Regions from separate parts of the Callithrix jacchus genome. Here regions 1 and 3 are each linked to region 2. The links are chromatin contacts, called in public Hi-C maps. All regions are on one chromosome and are shown on one strand. Each heading gives the region's core, a stretch centred on a gene start, on an enhancer-like site or on the middle of the called end of the contact. The rest is flanking DNA. Distances are from core to core; before and after follow the strand shown.

Region 1 (3,119 bases), core at 239-2,738, 150 kb after region 2:
ATTGGGATGAGGCATGAGCCACCTTGCCAGGTCTATTACCATCATTTAATTGCTAAAGAGATCAAAGTTTAGTGAGTAGGTTGGGTAACTCAGGCAAGTTTGTTAAGCTCCTAGTGCCTCCTTCCCTCCTCTACAATGGGGGACTAACTCAAAATTTAATTTTGAGAGTTAAAACTAATTGCGGGTTTTGCCATTAAAAAAGGCGAAACCTGCAATGACTTCTGCACCGGTGTTGTGCAGGGAGATGAGAGCAAAGCGGTGTTACAATAGAGAGCTGGGGAGGCAAAAACCACAGTTACTTTTGCGCCAACAACATAGCAGCCTGAGCAGTGGCTCCAAAGGGAAGATGCACGTATTGTCTGCAGACCTATGTGAAAACCACTGTTTGGGGCTCTGTTATTTGGAGATGTAACGTTTTTGGTTGGAGGAAGTGCTGTGGAATTGCAAAGGTAGGTGGGGGTCATATTGTGAAAGGCCAGGGATACCTGGATTTTGCTGTGTGAAAAGTGTGTTCTGTTCTTCCCTCAATTTCTAGCTCTCTACTTGGACATTGCTTGGACCCCTAAGTACTTCCAAGTTATCGCTGCTCTCTCTTCGTCCATTTCCTCTGCCTGCTGGTTGTGCCCAGAGCACTGCCCACATCTGCAGATGACACCTGGGACTCATAAGGGTCTGATCTCAGCTCTGGGCAGGCTGAGCCGAGCACATGTCCTGACCCTTAGCTCACTGCCAGAAAGCTTTTGGCTTCTGAGTTATTGGGTGGCAACTGTCCCAGGGAAGCTGCCTTCTCTTTCTAACAGATTCTGGAGGGCTGAGGGAGCTGATCTCATCGTGGCCTTGGATAGTATGGACAAGTCTGTCCATCTTTGCAAAAGAAGGCCCGAGAGTGCTCAGGCCTTACCTGGGAGAGTCCCTGCAGGAGCCTGCACAAAGCTGTTTTCTGTGTCCAAGGGACACTTTCGAGCAGTAGGAGAGAAGGAAGGGGTAACTGGGATGCTCTGGGGCGGGGGGGTGCTGGCAGGTTGGCTGTGGAAGACAAATCCTTCTAGCAGCTCCCAAGGAATATGACTCATCAGCTCAATGTCACAGAAAGAGCCCAGGCCTAGGAGGGAGGAGATGAACAGCGAGGTGACTGTGAGCAAGTTACTGCCCTCTAGGCTGGAGCTGCCTCACTGGCATATCTGAGAGGCAGTGACAGGTAGTGATTAAGAGCAAAATCTACAACCAGTCTCTCTACATTGGACTCTTGGCTTTACCAGTAATGAGAGCAGAGTTCTCAACTTCTGTAAGCCAAATGCCCTCATTTGTAAAATTTCCTCATTTCAAATCCTGTTGGTGCAAGATTAATAATTTATATATCTATTACTTGGAACAGTAGATGGCACAGAAAACATCCACGTTTACTAGTTTACAGACACTAGTATTCATGTGCTACTACTACACTGAGGATGTTGGATTACTGAGCCTTTGAAGGTCTCCTAAAATGTCTGTGGCTCTATTTCCCTGCACTATGAGCCCTGTTTAGATTTCAGACTTAATCTAGCATTTGCTGAGCGCTTACTACATATGAATATATTATCTTATTTAATCCTTGAAGCAAGCCCTGTGGATCCCATGTTATGTTCATTAAGAAGTGAGCACATCGGCGCTCAGAGAACCTAAGTGAAGTTCTCAGGATCACACAGCCAGCCCACCGCCAAGCAGGATGCACCTGCGGTCCGCCCCAGTGTTCTTTCCACTCTATCAGCAAGGGGACAAAGGTCGGTTCTTTGCTGCCAAGCTGTTGCATCTGTCCAAGATTTAGGGCCAAGGCTCCTGTTCCCAGCAGATCCAGTTCTGGGGCTGTGCATGCTGAGCCTGTCTCAAGGGTGAGTGGAGGATTTGCCAATGAAAATGTTACCAGCTGAACTAGCATTAACCAGCCATATTGGGGCCAAGATGGAGGGGAACAAAAATTAATCCTCTCATTACCAGCCTGACCTGCAGAAGGATGAGCAGCACCAAGCCAGGAAGAAGAACTCCAGCAACATCTGCTGCTGCTTGCTCAACTTTCATTTCCCCTGTCCCTCCTGGGAACGCCACACACCACACGGGTTCCAGGATGCTGAGATATGGTGTATGTGTGCACCACACACAAGCATATATGCCAGAGACAGAATTAGGAGTCCGCTGAGATAACGCTTTGAAAAGAATAGAAGTTGGTGGAATATGTGGGTTTTCTCCCTTGTGCCAAGTCCCCTCCGGGAAGGGTATTTGGATCAGAGGCGGAATCTCTGAGTCATGGTGTGACTGGCTTTTGCAAATGCATCTAGGCCACTCGCCTGGTCATGGAGGGGTCCTGCCCACTGCAGACCTCAGCTCCAGTCAGTGGCAGCCTTCCAAGTATGGAAAAGAGAGGAGTGAGGACTTGGTAAGGCCTGGCATCAATGGTTATGTGTGGGGCTGGGAGCTGGGGAGAGAAGAGCTAACTCTTTGGAGAGCCTGCCTGCTTGTTCTATTCTTGCAGAGACACCTGGGGGAGGCAGGGAGGAACACAGAAGTCAGAGTCATAAGGAGACGCTGAGGGTAGAGTGGGAGGAGGTAAGGGCTGCGGAGGGAGGGAAGAAGGTATTGTTAAATTCTCTGGATGGTCATCAGCCAGATGCGGAGACCATATGGAGGAGGCAGGCTGGAGGTGTGCAGGAGGGGAAGAAGACAAACTGAGGGGAGGAGAGCTGCGAAGGGCAGAAGAAGCAGGTGAAGGCTGCTGACCTAAGACATCAGAGTGGAAGCCGGAGGAGCGCCCATGCCCCCTATAGGCTGGTCCATGCACCAGGGCACCTCTGCTCAAGGCCCAGCCCAGTTCCTCTGCTTTCGGTTCTGAAACTCAAACCCCACAATGCACCCCCTGCTCCACACTAGCCCTGAGGCCTTCTCTCCTCACGTGTCCCCCCACCTGTACATCCTCACGTTCACGACTGCAAAATGACAACAGTGGTGTATACAAGAGAAATTCCCTGTGGAAATGAGCTGGCATTTCCTGGTCTCCCTCAATACCTCTGGAATGCAAGGGAAATTGGACTTGGCCCCTGCTGATGTGCTACCTCCCTGGTGCTGGGAACTCTCTGTCCAGCCCTGGC
Region 2 (2,848 bases), core at 133-2,632:
TCAGCAAACCTTTACCTATAGCTACCCCAGGTCCAGGTCCTTCAAGGGCACTGATGTCCCCAGTTGCTCCTGCCTCTCTATTTCTCTTCTGATGTGGCTTCCTCTGGCCTCTTGCTTCAAGCTGAGGTTGAAGCTAAAGGCCAGAGTTTCTTCAGTAGATTCCATCTAGCTGAGAGCTCATGGCTGTGGTGCCCAACAGAGTGGTTAAAAGCTCAGACTCTGACTAGGCTCTTTGTGTTCAAATCCCAGTTCTGCTACCTGTTAGCTGTGTGACACTAGGCAAGTTATTTAGCCTCTCTGTACCTCAGTTTCCTCATCTGTAAAATGGGAATAATAATAATACTGCCTTCACAACTCTACTGTACATTTTAATGAGATGATACACACAAAATCTTTATCAGAGTGCCAGGTGTTAGCACAGGCTCAATGAGTAGTAACTAGGATGATAATCATCTGATTACCATGGGCACAAAACCACCCTTCCTCCCGCAGCAGGGGGCATGGGCAAAGAGGGGAAGCGGGAGGTCCTGAAGAGATGACAGACACCGTCTGGGTTCTTGCTCAGTGACGGCTTACAGAGTGGGGAAGGGGCAGGGAGACAGGGGCACTGGCCTGTCCTGAGAGTGCTACTGACCTCTCCACCCAGCTCTTGTAGCTGGGGATGTCCTTGGCATAGAGCAGCTTGTTGGAGGGGGAGTCCTTGCCCAGCCGGTGCTCTGACGTTGAACAAGAGTCCATGAAGGTCTGGGCCACCACAGAGAGACAGGCATCCGTGATGCTGCCCTTGTGGATGTCAAATACGAACTGGGGGTTCTTGATCACGTTCACCCAGAAGCGCAGAGGGAGGCTGTGGGGAAAGGCAGAGCAGACTTGAGACTGGAGGCAGGCTGTGCCCCTTCCGCCACCCACTGCTATTCTTCCCCACAAAATGTCAAATCGTCTACCTGAAGGGGCAAAGGAGTAAAACGGGAGAAAATGGGTGCAGCCAGGGCTAATTTAGCCTAAGCTGTTACTGACGGTGAGAAATGGAGAGGCACCGCTGTACCTTAATGGGGGCACTGACCCTGATCTCTAACAACTGAGGGGTGGGCCTGGGTGTGTGCTGTTCCCTCCCGGGAGACTTTTCTAAAGGCCTCTGTGCCCCTAGGCAAGCCCAAGTACAGAGGACACTACATTTTCTCAGGGCTTCAAACAAAGCCACCAGGCTCCTGGAGTCCCTTCACAGTGCCCATGGCCATGGTCCGGAAGAAGGCAGTGAGCAGCCGAGGCTTGGCCTCAAAGCGGGCACAAAGGGCCCCACCTGCGTTCCCCGCCCAGCCCAGCTGCCCAAGCTACTTCCCAGGGCTGGCCCGGCCTTGCTGGGCAGAGGAATGGGCTCCCCTGGGGGAAGTTCTTTCATGACTCTCCCCAGGGCGTTCTTGTATCTGGGCAGGGGCAGAGGGAGAAGTGGAGGCCATTGTTGGCATCCTGGGAATGACTCACTGTAGCTCAGCGATTTTCCCACCCCAAGAGGAACCTATCAGTAGTTAGGAGACTTTCCTCTGCAACCTGGGAATTTATAACCAGAGGAGTTTTCTCAGCTCCTTAAGCCTAAAGCAGATAAGGCCATTTACTCTCCTTCAAAATCAGAACAGCTGCTGTTTTTACTTCCTCTTCCAGCTTTGCCTTCTCTTCCTCCTCTTTGCTTTCTGGGCTTTAAGTCTTTTGACTCCTCTGTGGAACACCGCAGGCTTGTCCTCTAGTCTGAGATGATGTTCCCAGCTCCCCAGTGTATTCTCCTCTTCCCTACTTCATCTTCTCTTGACTCTCATGGGCCCCAAACTTTCCCAAATGTCTCAGTAGTGCCAGGTCTTGGGCAAGATCTGCTTTACTCAGCCTCAAGTCCTTCCATGATGATTTCTGCCCATCCTCCAAACCCAACAGGATCCCTCACTTTCTTTTAGCTGCAGCTGAGAGCTGACTCATCTCTCCTGCCCTCCCCTTCTTCTGGCAGCCTCGGGGAGTTTCTGGTGATCTTTCCCTGGACAGTTGCTGTTGAGGTCTGGATAAGGAAACTCTCTCCCCACCACGATGCCAGGGTAGTACGTTTCTATGACTTGGGTCTGACCAGCACACAGAAGGCACAGAGATGGGGATAACCCCACACTTGCTCTTGGTTTTCCCTGAATTGCCCTCTCCCAGCACTGGGCTGGGGCTGCTCCAAAGCAAAGGGGACCGGCATGCGCAGCCCAGGGAATGCAGATGGAAGGCCTGTCCTGGCAAAGTGCACTGTGGGCTCCTAACCCCAGGATACCCCAAGCCTGTCCATCTCACTCCGCTGTGATCAAAGCTGCAGACTAAGGAGGGCTCAGCGACCACAAGATCCGGGAGGAGGAAGGAATAGATGGGGCTTGGGTCGGCTTTTTCCGAAGTGTTTTGTTGGTTGCTAGGACTTTTGATTCCCAAATAACAGCCTGGGTCCATCTGTGTCGGCTCTGTTTTCTGAGGAGACTGCTGACTCCAGACAGCTGCATGGGCTGCCTGCCCAACCCAAATGCCTGGACCTCCCCTCTCTGTGCTCTGTCCCAAAGGAAGCCTTTTGATGCCAGCTCTTGGCTGGGTCCTGCCTGACCTGAAAGCCAGTCTTTAGCTTGGGTCCAGGTTTAAAACCCAGGAGGAGAAAGTCTCATGCCAGGGGCCTGAGGGCTTCTCCCAATGCTGGTCTGGTTGTGGAGGTGACTTTAAGGAAGAGAACATGCCTACAGGACATTCTCCCTGCTGCTTCCTGAAAGCTATGGCACCAGGATAATCACTTGGCGTTAAGAGATCAAGTTTGCAATGAAATCCTCCCGGCCAGTGGGCTCAAGTC
Region 3 (2,844 bases), core at 127-2,626, 220 kb after region 2:
CTCTGGGACCCTAAGCAAACTCCCATTTCAACCCCCAGCACTCCTGAGGTGCTCAAACTACGGGGCTGGACCCCGGCTAGGCCATACCCCGGGAAGGGAGTCCGAAAGATGGAGCAATTAGACCCATTCTGTGCCTGGGAATCTCTCCCCGAGCCTTATGGAACCCGCGCAAATGATGTTTTCCCCTTCCCCTGATTTCCATTTCCCATCGGAAGGGACAGCCGGCGGCCACCAGGGACTCCAGCGCTGGAGTGAACGCCCCCAAATCGATCGCTGGCCACAGTGGCTTTGGGTTGTCTCGCTCGTGCCACCGAGGCCCTCTTTGGGCTCCAGCTCCCGGGACAGCTTTGACGCCCGGAGCTCCCCATAGCCGCAGAGCGCCGGCAGGTGCGCTGTGGAGGCGCGCGGCGGAGCGCTGCTGCCTCCCGCAGCCCGGGCTGGGAAGCAGGCGGCCGGCCGAGAAGCCTGGGGCGGGAGGCAGTGGCTCCAGTGAGCCTGCGATCGCGCGCACGCAGCGCTCCGGCCCGCCAAAGTGGCCGAGCCCGCGCGGGGACTTGCCCTCCGCGGCCGAGCCCAGGTGCCTGGGGCCGGGACCCCAAAGAGGTGGACGCGGGAGAAGCCGCCGCGGGTGTGCGCGCGCGTGGGGTGAGGGCGGAGGGCGCCGCGACTCCGAGCGCCCGGCCCAGCGGCCGCTTACCCAGCTCGGCAGCGTCGGTCTGTCCTTCCGTCCCCGCTCCGTCCTCCTCGGCCGCCGGCTTCTGAGGGCGGCTCGAGGCCCCTCTCCCTGCTCGCAGCTCGGAATCACGGAGACGACCAAATCCACATGGAGTCCAAATTCATTAAAATCCACGTCAAGCCACTAGCCACTTATCTGTATTCCTGAAGTCGCCCCTTGGTCTCCGCTCCGCGCGCCCCTCAGTGCTCCGTCGCCCCGCAGCAGCCGGGCTGGGCGCTGTCGCCGGCTCGCGGGGGACACCCGGAGGCGCCGAGGGGGCGTGTGGGGGTGGCCGGCGGCGTCTCTCGCGGGGAAGAAGCAGAGCCCCGGCTGTCTTCAGATTTTCCCAGCGCGACTTTCCAGGCTCCTCTGACATCAGCAATCCCGGCGCTTCCTTCCCTTCTTGCTCCCGGGTTCGTTCACAGTCCCATTTCCTCCGGGAGCCTGGCTCTCCAGATCTATTTCGAGGTTTGCTCCGCTGGCTCCGGCGCTCGCCCTCCCTACCGCTCCCAAGCTCGCGGGGTCTCTCTCCTGATCGCTCGCTCTCTCGGCTGAAAAATTCCCAGCAACTGCGCTCCGCCGCCCTCCCGCTCCAGTCTGGCGCGGACGCCGCTCCGCCCGGCAGCTCTGGCTCCCGCGGTGGCGGCGGCGGCGGCGGTGGCGGAGCCCTGAGCGCCGGCCTCCCTATTTTACCATGCAGCTCATTATCATAGAGGCCGCGCATTAACCCCCTCCCCGCCGGCCACGTCCGCCCGGGCGGGGGCCGCGCCCGCCGCTGGCACCGCCCGCCACCGCCAGCCCCCGCCCCTCCCCCGCCAGCGCGGACTTCCTCTTCTGCCAGCTGTCAACAAAGGAGAAGCAGGTTTGGCATCCGGAGGCCGCCCCGCTGCCTGTCCTGCGCCCAGCTCAGCACCGGACCCAACGGCCACCTTAAGTAGCCAAGGGGGCGAGGAAAATGCTGCCAGGGCCCAGGGATTCGAATCCGGGCCTTCCAAGCTCAATTGGCTTAGCCCCCAGTGGGGGTAGAAGGTCGAGGGTTGGGGTCTGGGGGAAGCTCAGGACACAGGCATGGTGGGCGAGGGCAGTAGGGACAGGGACTCCCCGCCATTCGCATCACCTGTCACCACGCACATCCTGCACACCTCCCTCCTCTTCATCTTTAATTTGAGTGAGGGTGAGTGGGGAGGAACCCGGCTTGCCTGGTGGGGTTGAGACTGGAGTCTTGGAATTTGTGGGAGCAAATTTCCTCTTCTTGTAAATTAAAGGGGGAAAAAAAGGCCAACAAGCTGTCAAATAAGGCTTGAAGTTGTTAATATTTTTGCAATGAGAAAATGAGCCTTGCTCTGAATTGAATCTCAAGCTTCCAGCCCTGATAGATATCCTGGGCGTCTGATGAATCCTGACTGGGACGGGGGCATCGGGGATGGAAGAGGAGCTTTCTATATCCAATGCAGAGTCTGCTTGGCAGGGGAATCAGAGGGGTGGCGCTAAGATAACTTATTGTAATAACCTAAGGTAAGAGGTTTCAGGATTCTGGATGACAATGCCTCGGTGCCCTTAAGCGCCATACAGTCTCAGTATCTCCGTAGCCTCTAGACACTGCTCTCTGGAAGGAGCCTGCAAGCTGGCCCCCAGCCAGTTCACAGGATCTTGTGCAGTCCCTGCTCGCTATTAGAGCGCACATGAGTTTACTCATGTCCAAGTATTCTGATAAACTTCCTCTACTGCCCTCTGGTGGCCACAGTCCTCAGTGGTAAAAAATCGAAAAAACAACAACAAAAATCACTGCAGAAACCCTGAAAGCAATTGCACGAAATTCTCAGAGCAGTAGGAGCAGAAGAAAGGAAGTAAGGGAGGGATGAAGAAAGGGAGCCAGAGAAAAGAGAGTGAGAAAGAGAGGAAGAAGAAAAAAGGTGATCTAGATAACCAGTCATCTCGAACAATTGTTCATTCAATACAGGACTGGAAGATCTAGGCTCTACTCCAACATCTGCAGAAATTAGCTAATTCTCCAAAAGTTCTTCATTGTAATTAGCTGAAATTTGTGTTCCCGTAACTTTCACGGGTTACTGCTAGTTTTGTCCTGTGGAGTTACAAAGAATCTAAGCTGTGGTGCCTGATCCAGACCT

Evidence for each region. A called contact is a pair of places that touch in the nucleus more often than the background predicts.
Region 1: a Hi-C map of skeletal muscle shows a contact between it and region 2, with 2.7 times the contacts expected there. The contact joins two enhancer-like sites. A contact is called at or near these places in 3 of 3 Hi-C or Micro-C datasets (induced pluripotent stem cells and skeletal muscle).
Region 3: a Hi-C map of skeletal muscle shows a contact between it and region 2, with 6 times the contacts expected there. The contact joins the promoter of PLXNA2 here to the enhancer-like site in region 2. A contact is called at or near these places in 3 of 3 Hi-C or Micro-C datasets (induced pluripotent stem cells and skeletal muscle).

Annotation. Positions count from the first base shown.
Region 1 is chr19:35,537,328-35,540,446 of calJac240_pri, forward strand. The region is part of intron 3 of PLXNA2 (plexin A2); the gene reads right to left. Among named protein-coding and RNA genes, the nearest start is that of PLXNA2, 70 kb to the right of the region's middle. Within about 2 kb of position 1,489, at least 3 of the 16 cell types and tissues checked have an H3K27ac peak or open chromatin away from gene starts, as enhancers often do. A contact at or near this core is called in skeletal muscle, where this site is marked.
Region 2 is chr19:35,391,154-35,394,001 of calJac240_pri, forward strand. PLXNA2 (plexin A2) reads right to left here. Exons shown (of 32, transcript XM_035280804.3): 30 at 635-847. Among named protein-coding and RNA genes, the nearest start is that of CD34, 120 kb to the left of the region's middle. Within about 2 kb of position 1,383, at least 5 of the 16 cell types and tissues checked have an H3K27ac peak or open chromatin away from gene starts, as enhancers often do. A contact at or near this core is called in skeletal muscle, where this site is marked.
Region 3 is chr19:35,607,723-35,610,566 of calJac240_pri, forward strand. PLXNA2 (plexin A2) reads right to left here and starts at 1,377. Exons shown (of 32, transcript XM_035280804.3): 1 at 698-1,377.